Linked DNA regions of Mus musculus: all the other regions are linked to region 2. Evidence: chromatin contacts called from public HiChIP or PLAC-seq and promoter capture Hi-C data. All regions are on one chromosome and are shown on one strand. The core of a region is the stretch at or near the end of the contact, and the rest is flanking DNA. Distances in the headings are between cores, read along the strand shown. Region 1 holds the start of Mdga1 (MAM domain containing glycosylphosphatidylinositol anchor 1). Region 2 holds the start of Cmtr1 (cap methyltransferase 1). Region 3 holds the start of Pim1 (proviral integration site 1).

Region 1 (3,505 bases), core at 80-2,579, 230 kb before region 2:
TAGTACAATCCCTGCGCTCACGCCGAGATAAATAACGGCGACAGGTGGAGCAGGTAAGATTAGCAGGACCGGGTTGGAGGGAGGACGCTATCGGAGGCGCCAGGGAGGTCGTGCGCCTCTCTGCCCAGCCCACGCCCCTCCCCAAGGGCGTCTGGAAGGAACTACATCTTGGTCACAGCTTCGGGGAGGGCCGGGTTAAGGTGACGGAGTCTCGAAGTGGGGGGAGACAGGCTTCCCGGCTTGGCTGCAGGAAGCGCGAGCACCCCTAGGGCACTTGGCCACGCCTGAGGTCTCACGGGTAGGCAGGATTTGAGAGAAGCGGGCTGAAGGGGACCCTGGGTGTCCCTGTGGAGCTCTGGCACTGGGGTCTTGCTGGCAAACCTGTTGGCAACCTGTGGGCCTCAGCTAGGACACTGCAAGCTGCAAGCGCGTCCTCCTCCTCAGTGCCTCTGGCAGCGTCCCCGGCGCCCGACCCGGGGAGAGGCCGAGGCAGCTTGGAAAGGGGCTGGGGCTCTGCCAGGGGCGGGTAGTGGTGGTGGAGGTGGCGGGATTCCCAAGCCGAGCCAACATCCCTGCAGAGCGACAGCAGGCAACCGCCTCTCGCGCCAGCTCTGGTCTAGGAGAAGCAGACGCCTTGGCCTTTCCCTCCGATCCTAGGCTCCAGTATCACCTTCTCCAAAGTGCAAAACATTCATTAAGTGTCCAGTGCCCTGCAGGCTTGCGTCCCAGCAACCAGCCGCCGGTGCTTGCCCGGCGAGCGTGCGGCGAGCGTTTGCACCCGGCCAGGGCTTTGCCAGCCTGGGCTGTGCAAGGGAGGGCGGAGAGCGTGTGCGAGTGCGCGGCTGCAGAGCCCGCGCCGAACCCACGTTCCCGCTACTGTCCTCGGGATAGATGGATCCATTGCTGCTTTCTGACATTTTTCTGCCAGGGGGCTGGTGGGGGAGGCGGAGATAGGGAGAGAGAGATGGGGGGGGCGGGGAAAGAGAGAGAGAGAGAGAGAGAGAGAGAGAGAGAGAGAGAGAGAGAGAGAGAGAGAGACTGCTTCCCCCAGCCCTGTTTTGTTTTCTCTAATTGGTCCTGGGGGAAGCAAGGAAATTGGACAGAGGCTGGGCCGGGCGAGCTGGGCTGCCTTTAATTGGCTCCCCTTTTTTTAACTGGAGGGGAATCAAACAGGAGAGCGAGCGAGCGACAAAGGGTGGGAGAGCGAGAGACCGATCGCGGAGATGGGAGGAGGGAAGAAGGGAGGAGGGAGAGCGGGAGGCGGGGTGGTGGTGATGGGGAGGTGGAGGAAGCGCGGAATGAAAAGCTCGGAGGGACCAGAAAGCAGCACAGCGAAGCCCAAGTTAGGGAGCGAGCGGAGCGCTCCCGCGGCCCCGGAGCCGGAGTGGCCGCGGTGCCCCGGAGCCCGCCCGGCCCCGCCCGCTGGGGCCCTCTCGGGCCCAGGCCGCCGGGAGGGGGGCGGGGACGCCCAACTTGGGGCGCGGCGCAGCCCCGCTCTCCCGAGATCGCGGAGCCCGGGAATGCCACGGCGGCGGCCAGACGGCGGGAGAGGAGCGGGGAGAGAGGAGGCGGCCAGCAGCTCCTGAGCCCGGGCCTCCGCAAGAGCGCGAATTATTTTCAAAGGACTCAAACTTTCCTCTTTCCCTTGCTGGCTGCGGTCCCTCTTGCTTTGGAACCGTTCTCTGGATTCCCGCGGGGGCGCCGGGACGCGATCGCCTCCCCCGGATTCCTCGGCGGCGGCTCGGCTAACTTCGCGGACTCGGGGACCCGGAGCGCTCGCCCCGCTGCCGAACCTAGTCCTCGCTGCTCCAGCGCTCCAGAGGACCGGGACCCGGCGCCCTCGCCTCCGGGAAGGGCGCCCAGCCCGGCTCCCTTGGGTCGGGCTGCGGAGCCCTCCACACCTACTGCAGGACTGGAGCCAGCGGATTAACCAAAGCAGAGTCCGGGCCTCCTGGCCTGGCTCCGCGGAGGGGCGTCCCCTGGGCGGGGAAAAGACAAGTTTGTCAGGCATCGGTGGCCTGTTGGATCGGAGCGCGGCCGCCGCAGCAGAGAGGTCCCCCCGCGTTCAGCACCCTCGGTGGACAGCCCTGGGGACCTAGGACTGCTCGGTGGCCGAGCTTTCTGGGCCAGGGAGCTGGCTGCTGCGCCCGGTGCGCAGAGGCTTCAAGGTCTGGGGCAGCGCCCCCTGCGTCTCCACCCGGGCAGCCGCCCTGTGGGAAGAGGACAGAGCCGAGTCGCGGCTTGCTCAGACTCCTAGTCTCGGTCGCCGCCCTCTCCGTCGCGACTCAGGGAAAAGGAGGGAACGCAGAGGGCAAAGCGGTGCCCCGGCGGATGCGCCCCCCGCCGCCTCTCAGGCTGCGCCGCCTCGCGGGGATGAAGCACTGGCCGTGAAGATGGAGGTGACCTGTCTTCTACTTCTGGCGCTTATCCCCTTCCACTGTCGGGGACAAGGAGTCTATGGTAAGAGCCAGCGTCCCGCTCTACCCTGGCGGAGCCGCCCGGAAACTTTACAAGATCTTGCTCAAAGTGCGCGCTGCCGGGGCTTGGTGGATGCACTGATGGCCGCGTCTCCGCCCTCGCCTGGGCGCCGGGAGACCGAGCAGGCTGCTCCCGAGCCCAAGAAGCGGTCCTAGGCTATTGGTGTGAGGCTGGGGATGCCGGGGTAAGGTCTCGGCTTTCCGAAATCTTTCCAGGGGTTAGAGAGATCCGGAAGTCTTGGGAGAATAATACAGTGAGCTCAGGAGACCCGGGAAGAGCCCAAGCTCTGGGCTGGGGCAGCTGTTCCCACGGAATCCTTTTCCTCCCTCGGCTCAGCCTCCCGAGTGGAAGCGGGCGATGAGCGATCCGGAGTTGTGCGCGGCTGGCGGGCGAGAAGCTCTCCAGCACCGCGGCCCTGAGGCTGGCTCGCCTTCCGGGCAGTGGCCGCGGCTCGATCGCCTCTTCTAGCTTCTTGGCGGTCTGAGCTGTTGGGCATCCCTTAGCCCAGGCGCCGACTGTTCTCGGCATCCCTTTTCAGACCTCTCCTGAGCCAGCTCTTCCTGTCGCTGGTTCCCAACCACAGAACCCCAGCCCCAGCTTCCTTCTGCCTGCTCGCACACACAGACACATTCAGCCACAGTCCTCAGGAAACGCACACACGGCTCGCACCCATCCGGCTACGTGTCTAAACCCTGCCTCCCGCCACGCAGCTCTGCTCTTGGATGCCCAAGACAAGCTCAGTCGCGCCATGGAGTATTCTGATCACCTTTTCTCCACTCCATGCCGCGGGTTTCCTCACCGAAGACTCCTTGGTTCAATACTACCCAGGGTCATCCTCCCGACGTGCACAGCACAGAAAGTCAGTCAGTCCCCAGAGCCCATGGCCCTGACTTTGCGTTCTGCTCACCGCAGGGTGGGCTTTGTAGTTACTTTCTAATGATGTGTGGCTGGGGTGGGCAGGATTCTCCTGCTTTCTCTGGGGCTAAGAATCTAATTATTCTCTTTGAGAGTGGAGGGTGTTGGACCC
Region 2 (3,292 bases), core at 344-2,843:
TCTTAAATTCAATTCCCAGCACCCACACCAGACAACTCGCAACTGCCTAGAACTCTAGCTCCAGGGAAACAGACACCTCTGGCCTATGCAGGTACCCACATGCCTATTTAAAACAGTCGAAAAAAATCTTTAAAAAAAAAAAAAAGAATTACAGGCCGGGCGTGGTTGTGCACACCTCTAATTCCAGCACTTGGGAGGCAGAGGCAGGCGAATTTCTGAGTTGGAGGCCAGCCTGGTCTACAGAGTTCCAGGACAGCCAGGGCTACACAGAGAAACCCTGTCTCAAAAAGTCAAAAAAAAATTACAAAATCTTCAGGAAAAGTAGTGTATTCAAAGAACTCAGAAAAGAGAAAAGACTTAAAAGTTGGAGGTACACTGGTATCTTTGGGGAACAGGGACGCTGGGATACAAGAACAGACTTCTCTGGCGTTTGAGTCAGACATATAGTTTTAAGACCATGTGTTGTTTTGACTATGAACTGATACTCAATATTGTCTATGAAAATCAGAGCCAGTTCAACTTATTTCAAAATATTTGCTGGGGTGGAGGGAGAATGAGCATCAGCAGTCGAGGTAAGAAAGTAATGGAATTTGAAGGGATATAGCAATCCCTCCCCTTGAAACCTAGCAAAAGGTTTCCGTATTTCCAGCCCGAGGATGAACCTGTGGACCCAATGTACGATCATCCCAATCTCAGGTGGCAATTTCCTAAGTGACAGTAGCAGTGCCTATTAGAGGAAAGCAGGAAAGCCAGGCGACTGAGCCAACAGAAAGCCAGGCCCGAGGAGCCACATTTTTACTTGACATCACAGATAGGTGAGCCTACTGGAAAGCTCATCGCTGAGGCTTCACAGCACATAAAATGGGTCTCATTTAACTCTTAAGTCGTCCCGGTGGGTGTGGGTGAAGCGGGGGTGGGGGGTGCCACTGGGAACTCAGTGTGGTCTGCGATGGGGCAAGTGAGAGAACAGGAAACAGCTTTGTAGAAGGGCAAGGCGGCAGATACGAACGTCCCCCTCCACCACAGCACCTTCGACTGGGGCCTCGCAGGGAATCCAAGCCAATCCTCTCATTTCCTCGGCCAGGGGAAGGCCAAAGGGCTATCGAGTGACCTACAATGGCAGACGCGCTGTGACCAGGCACTTCTAAGCGCTGCTAACCCCCGTATGCAGAGGGGAAAGAAGGGAACGCCATCTCCCCGACGGAGCTTCTCCTTTGGAAACGTCAGGTGTGATACTGTGTGCGCGGCGACCAGCAGCAGCGGCAACCTCGGCTCCGAGAGGTTGCTGGGGACAAGACAGGGGGCAGGAGCAGAGAGAGGCTACCCGAAAGCGGGCAAAGCGGCCGCCGCAGGGGAAGGATGCTGTGCCCGTGCGCCCGCCCGCTCGCACCCCCGGGGCCGCGCGCCTGCACTCACGCTGAGGGGATGGGGCGAGTAGCCGGCGAGCGGAGACGAGGGACCAGGCCGCCACTGTCGCCGCCCAGGCTGGCCCTGCAACCTCCTCCTCCCTCACTTTCGTTTTCCTCGCAGGGCCGGCTAGCTGCGCGGTCGCGCTCGGAACCCGCCCCGCGGGCGGCGCCGCTTGATAACGTCACGAGCCCGCCAGCCCCGCCCCCGCTGGGCTCAGGCTTGGCCCTGGGGAACTGCCCAGGTCGCACAGCGCGCAGGACCCGAGGCGCCTGCGCGGAAGGGGGACCGCGAAAGAATGGGGGGGCAGAGAAAAGCCACTAGGAAAATAACCCTTGTCTACTCTCGCCCTAAAGAAGGGAAATCAATACTTCACCTCAGTTTATTCATCTTGTTATGGATTACCTGAAGAAGGAAAACTCCCAAGATGTCTTAATAAATCATGTGGAGTCTTTATTATTTATTACCACCGGTGGGGCTGTCTCAGGCAGAGGAGCGGGAAGCACCCTCGGACCTCCAGTTTGTTCGACATTTTAAAGACAAGGACTGCAACTGTGATGTATACAGAAAGGCAGCTCCAAACATGTGCAACAAGCAAACATTGCTTTTTTTTTCTTTTCAGAAGCAGAGTGATAACAATTAAATGGTCAGGCAGTTAACCTTTAGGTCAGAATCACAATCACATGGTATAGAAATTTATGGCTGATCAAGAGACCAGTTTAGCATAAGATTTAATGACTGGTCGAAGTGACCGGAGACGAATTTTTGCCCAAAATAGTTTTAGCAATGAAAGTATTCTTAGGAGCTAGGTGGTAGTGTCGAACACCTTTAATGCCAGCACTCAGAAAGCAGAGACAGGCATATCTCTGTGAGTTCGAAGCCAGCCTAGTCTACATAGCTACTTCCAGGACAGCCAGGGATATATTGTAAGACCCTGACTTGGAAAGTGGGAAAAAAAAATCCTAGAAAGTGTTTCACAACATGGCGTAACTAGTTTGGTAGCTTACTACAGTATCGTCATTATATAGATTTAAGAATACAGTCAGAGGAGCCGGGCGTGGTGGCACACGCCTTTAATCCCAGCACTCGGGAGGCAGAGGCAGGCCTATTTCTGAGTTCGAGGCCAGCCTGGTCTACAAAGTGAGTTCCAGGACAGCCAGGGCTACACAGAGAAACCCTGTCTCGAAAAACAAAACAAACAACAACAACAACAAAAAAGAATACAGTCAGAGACACAAACTGGCCAAGGTCAAAGACCTGTTCCTGTTCCATAGGACATATTTAACATTGGACTAGGCATAGCTCAGTGTCAAGACTGTTCGTCCGGTACACACCAGATCCTAGATCTGATTCTCAATGCCTCAGACTAAAAGAAATAATGGCATCTGTGGCATTTGACCATATGCACTGAGATGGGCTGTAACTCTAACTCCTCTTCCCATTTTCAGACCAATATAACTTTGTTGGACATTCTCAGCTGCGTTTGTCTCTTAAACCCCGAGACTTCAAATGTCAACATATGTTCTCCCATAATGCTGCTTTTTTTAAAAAAAAAAAGGATTTTATTTTTATTTTATGTGTATGCGTGTCCTTCATGCACGTATGTATGTATGCCACATGCATATAGTACCCTTGTAAGCCAGAAGACAGCATCGGATCCCCTGGAACTTGAATTACAGATAGTTGTGGGTGCTGTGCTGAACCCAGGTCTGGAAGAGCGGTAAGTGCTCTTAACCCCTGAACCATCTCTGCAGCCCCTTTCCCAGGTGGCTGGCGCTATATGATTCAGTCTGTTTATTTGTCCAGAGATCTGATGAGTTTACCTTTTCTTCATTTCCCTGAAGCCAACAATGCACTTGAGACTTGAGTTCAAGTTTGCCTTCTA
Region 3 (3,478 bases), core at 580-3,079, 170 kb after region 2:
CTCGTCACCCCACAACACCCCCAAGTGGGGTGAAACCGCGGCTCTTATTCCTTTACCCTCAAAAGCAAAACAAAACAAAACAAAACAAAACCCTGCAGTTCTAAGAACTACCTTAAAACTCCCCCACAAAACAAAACTACAAAAGAAAAAAAAAAAAAAAGAAAAAGAAAAAGAAAAAAATCAGCACCAATGTCTCCCGCCACCAACGGCTCCACCTCCTACTGGAGGGAAAAGTGGGTCATACTTTAGAAATCTGGGCTACAGCCGGCTACCCACGACCTCTTATTCACCGGGAAAGCATGGAATTTAATAAATTCCTGCTGAAAAGAAAAACAAGCAAACACCAGCAGCAACAACAAAAACAACAACAACAACAAAACCCCAATCACGCCAGAAATGTTGCAGGTTCGTTCAACCAGCTCGAAATCCCCGGCTGTACTATGCCGGGAAGCTCGCCTCTGCCCCACCCCTGCCAGCTCTGAGCCAGGCGGCCCAATGACCTTTACAAAGGGCCGGAGCCGAGGCCGCCAGAGGCTTCCAGGCCGGCACCTTGGGCAGCTCCCTCCCCGGGGCCTGGCTCACCATCAAAGTCCGTGTAGACTGTGTCCTTGAGCAGCGCCCCCGACCCGAAGTCGATGAGTTTGATTTCGCCGCGGCTCAGGTCGATTAAGATGTTCTCGTCCTTGATGTCGCGGTGGAGAACCCCGCAGTTGTGGCAATGCCGCACGGCCTCCAGCACCTGCCAGAAGAATCCTCGGGCCAGGTCCTCCTGTAGGGCTCCTCGTTCGGTGATAAAGTCGAAGAGGTCTTGCACCGGTTCGGGCCTCTCCAGGATCAGCACGAAACTATCGGGCCTCTCGAACCAGTCCAGAAGTCTAATGACGCCCGAGAAGTCCGAGCTCACCTTCTTCAACAGGACCACTTCCATGGGCACTCGGGTGCCATTGGGCTGCAGAGTGAGGGCGAGGGTTAGCGCGCCGGTTCCGGCACGCCCGTCGCCACCCACCCACCCATGAGAGGGTCTCTGGCTCCGGCTCACTCACCAGTTCTCCCCAATCGGAAATCCGGTCCTTCTCCACGTGCTTAATGGCCACCTGGAAGAAGACCCCCGAGTCTCCATCAGACCCTCCTGCTCAAAGCATCCCTCCGCGCGCCCTCCCCGAGGCGGCGTTGCCCACTCACCGGCAAGTTGTCGGCGACGCGGATGCCAGAGTAGACCGAGCCGAAGCCACCGCTGCCCAACAGCGGGCCCACCTGGTACTGCGACTCCAGGGGCTCCTTCTCTTTGCCTAGGAAAGAGGCACGGGACACTCAGCGCGCTCGACCCACGCGGGGGTCTCCCGGCGTCCCAACGACCCGCGCGCCCAGGGTGGGGTGGGGACACTCACCCGGCGCCAGCTTGGTGGCGTGCAGGTCGTTGCAGGGCGCGGCGCGCAGGTGGGCCAGGGAGTTGATCTTGGACAGGAGCATCCCCACCTCCAGGGTGTCGGTGCGGCGCCGGTGCCGGGACGAGCAGCAGCGGCGGCGGAGCGAGCTGGGGCTGAGCCGACGGCCGGGACTCAGACTGCGGGTGGCGTTGCGGCTCTGGCTGCGGCTGGCGCGCAAGGCCGAGGGCGAGTCGGAGGACGACTGAGGGCGCTGGCGGGGCTGGCCGCGGGCGGGTTCGCCGGCTGGGTCAGGCAGTGCGGGAGGCGGCAGGGCGAGAGGCGCTGCGGGACCCAGGGCTGCTGCTGACTGTGACTGCTGCTGCTGCTGCTACTGCCGATCCCGCCGCCGGCACTGCCGACTCCCCTCCAGCCTCCTCCGCCGCCACGGCCGCTGCTGCAGACGCCCGGCTCGCCCCGCCGCCAGGAGTAAAGGGGCGGAGCGCGCCGCTGGGGAGGGCGCGCGCGGCGGGCGGGGACGGGGCGGGGCCTCTCCGGGAGGCCGAGGTGGGGAGCCGGGCTGGCTCGGCGGCGGAGGGCGGAGAGGGGGCGGGGAGGCGGCGGGACCAGGGCCGCTCCCCTCCGCTCCGCCCCCTCGCGGCTACACCCCTCTCCCCGGCCCCGCCCTCGGGCGCGGCTTCAGCCAACCAGAAGACGCCCTATTTGCATAAGGCGTTGCGGGCCCCGCCTCTCGCCTCGCGGTCAGAATGGTCGCTAACGCCGCCACGACGTGGCGGGAAGGAAAAGGCGCCAAAACGGAGGGGGAGGGGCGCTGGGCGTGCAGGGAGGCGGGAGCTGGGTGGCGCGCGCGGGCGGGGGAGGAAGGATGGGGAGGGGCGTATCGATTCAAACCCAAACAATAACAAAGCCATCAAAGGCCGCCCGAGGCCAGCTCTGCCGGCTCTGTGTTTCCCGGAGATTTGGGTTGTGGAGGGGGGTCGAGGATTGGAGCTGGAGCGTAGCAAGTTGTGAGAAATGGAAGGGCGTTGGTGTGGCGGGCGCGGAAGCCATGAGTAGGGACCGCGTGTGTGTGGATGCCGACCAGGGTGGTCCTCTGGTGTGACTCAGCCCGGAGACCTCCAAGGCTGCTGGGGCGGGTTGACGATGTTATGTGGGCTAGATCCTGGGGGTGATGATTGTGTTTTTGGGGGCGAAGGCTGTGCAAGACGTGAGTCACCGGCATTTTGCACACCGAGGCCAGTCACAGGCCTGCGAGGAAAAGTGGGGGAGACCTGGGATGCGAGGAGCCGGTGACAAAGATTCTCAATTTAGAAATGCAGAGAGAATTAGAAGGGACCCGGGGTACCTGATCCCCTCGGTCCATGTCCGAGCGCCTGAGAGAGGAAATCACGACACAAACGTTAGCTTTCTCTTGCCAAATGCTGCCTCAGCCCCTTCTGAGAGGGCGGGAGGAGCAGGAAAATTCCTGATCGCGGGCGAGGGTGGGAGGGTGCCGCTGGGTTTAATCAGAGGTTGTTGCGGTAGTTACCTTCTCATCAGCTTGGTATTAGCAGTCAGGCGATACCAGATATTATTGGCCCCCACCCCAGCCTTGTCTCAAAGGAAAGTCCCCACATGCACGTGGAAATACCACGGAAAGCTAGCCGAGTCCGCTTTCATCTTTTGTCCTTTTGAACTTCATGGAGAGTTGATAACGACGTGTGGAAATGGGTAAACTCTCATTCTGTGTAATCCATATAAACTGAGATACTGGTGGCCAGAGTCATGGACAGCCAGCTACACCCCTTGTTCGTTATTTTTGTTGTTGTTCTTAGGTCTGAGAGATCTTTAAAGGAGGAACGAGCCTGTTGTGGATGTAGTCATTAGCGCACGCGTTTAAATGCTTCCTTTACAAGTTTTCCATGCTGCTTATAAAGATGCCCAGAGACTCCATAACTTTTATGGATGCCTCTTACAAAACATTACATATTTCCCTTTGTTTGTGTTCTGTGGACTAACTCATTCATTTCTGATGACGAAAGGAGAAAAACCCAGGGGAAGGAGAATTACTTCCTTTTTTGCAGATAGGAAAATGACTCGTCACTGGGATGACA

What was found. HiChIP or PLAC-seq counts read pairs in DNA pulled down with a chosen protein or histone mark. Capture Hi-C pulls out chosen DNA fragments and counts their contacts.
Region 1: an H3K4me3 HiChIP or PLAC-seq map of embryonic forebrain shows a contact between it and region 2, with 4 times the contacts expected there. The contact joins the promoter of Mdga1 here to the promoter of Cmtr1 in region 2. A contact is called at or near these places in 3 of 39 promoter capture datasets (the 3T3-L1 cell line, embryonic stem cells and hippocampal neurons), 13 of 115 datasets of contacts at active chromatin or transcription factors (the HPC-7 cell line, craniofacial prominence, embryonic basal ganglia and 10 more) and 4 of 9 other capture datasets (adipose tissue, embryonic stem cells, liver and 1 more).
Region 3: a contact with region 2 is called in a promoter capture Hi-C map of pancreatic islet. The contact joins the promoter of Pim1 here to the promoter of Cmtr1 in region 2. A contact is called at or near these places in 1 of 39 promoter capture datasets (erythroid cells), 3 of 115 datasets of contacts at active chromatin or transcription factors (effector CD8 T cells, memory CD8 T cells and pancreatic cancer cells) and 2 of 9 other capture datasets (liver and pancreatic islet).

Annotation. Positions count from the first base shown.
Region 1 is chr17:29,886,402-29,889,906 of GRCm38.p6, reverse strand. Mdga1 (MAM domain containing glycosylphosphatidylinositol anchor 1) reads left to right here and starts at 1,329. Exons shown (of 17, transcript NM_001368423.1): 1 at 1,329-2,460. The coding sequence starts at 2,394. Gm41559 (a long non-coding RNA gene) reads right to left here and starts at 6. Exons shown (of 3, transcript XR_003952341.1): 1 at 1-6.
Region 2 is chr17:29,658,896-29,662,187 of GRCm38.p6, reverse strand. It overlaps Cmtr1 (cap methyltransferase 1), which reads right to left and starts at 1,593. Exons shown (of 24, transcript NM_028791.6): 1 at 1,417-1,593. All of the region lies in intron 7 of Gm28043 (predicted gene, 28043), which reads right to left.
Region 3 is chr17:29,489,136-29,492,613 of GRCm38.p6, reverse strand. It overlaps Pim1 (proviral integration site 1), which reads right to left and starts at 1,829. Exons shown (of 6, transcript NM_008842.4): 1 at 1,389-1,829; 2 at 1,183-1,289; 3 at 1,044-1,094; 4 at 583-949. The coding sequence starts at 1,470. Gm26885 (predicted gene, 26885) reads left to right here and starts at 1,070. Exons shown (of 4, transcript NR_168683.1): 1 at 1,070-1,437.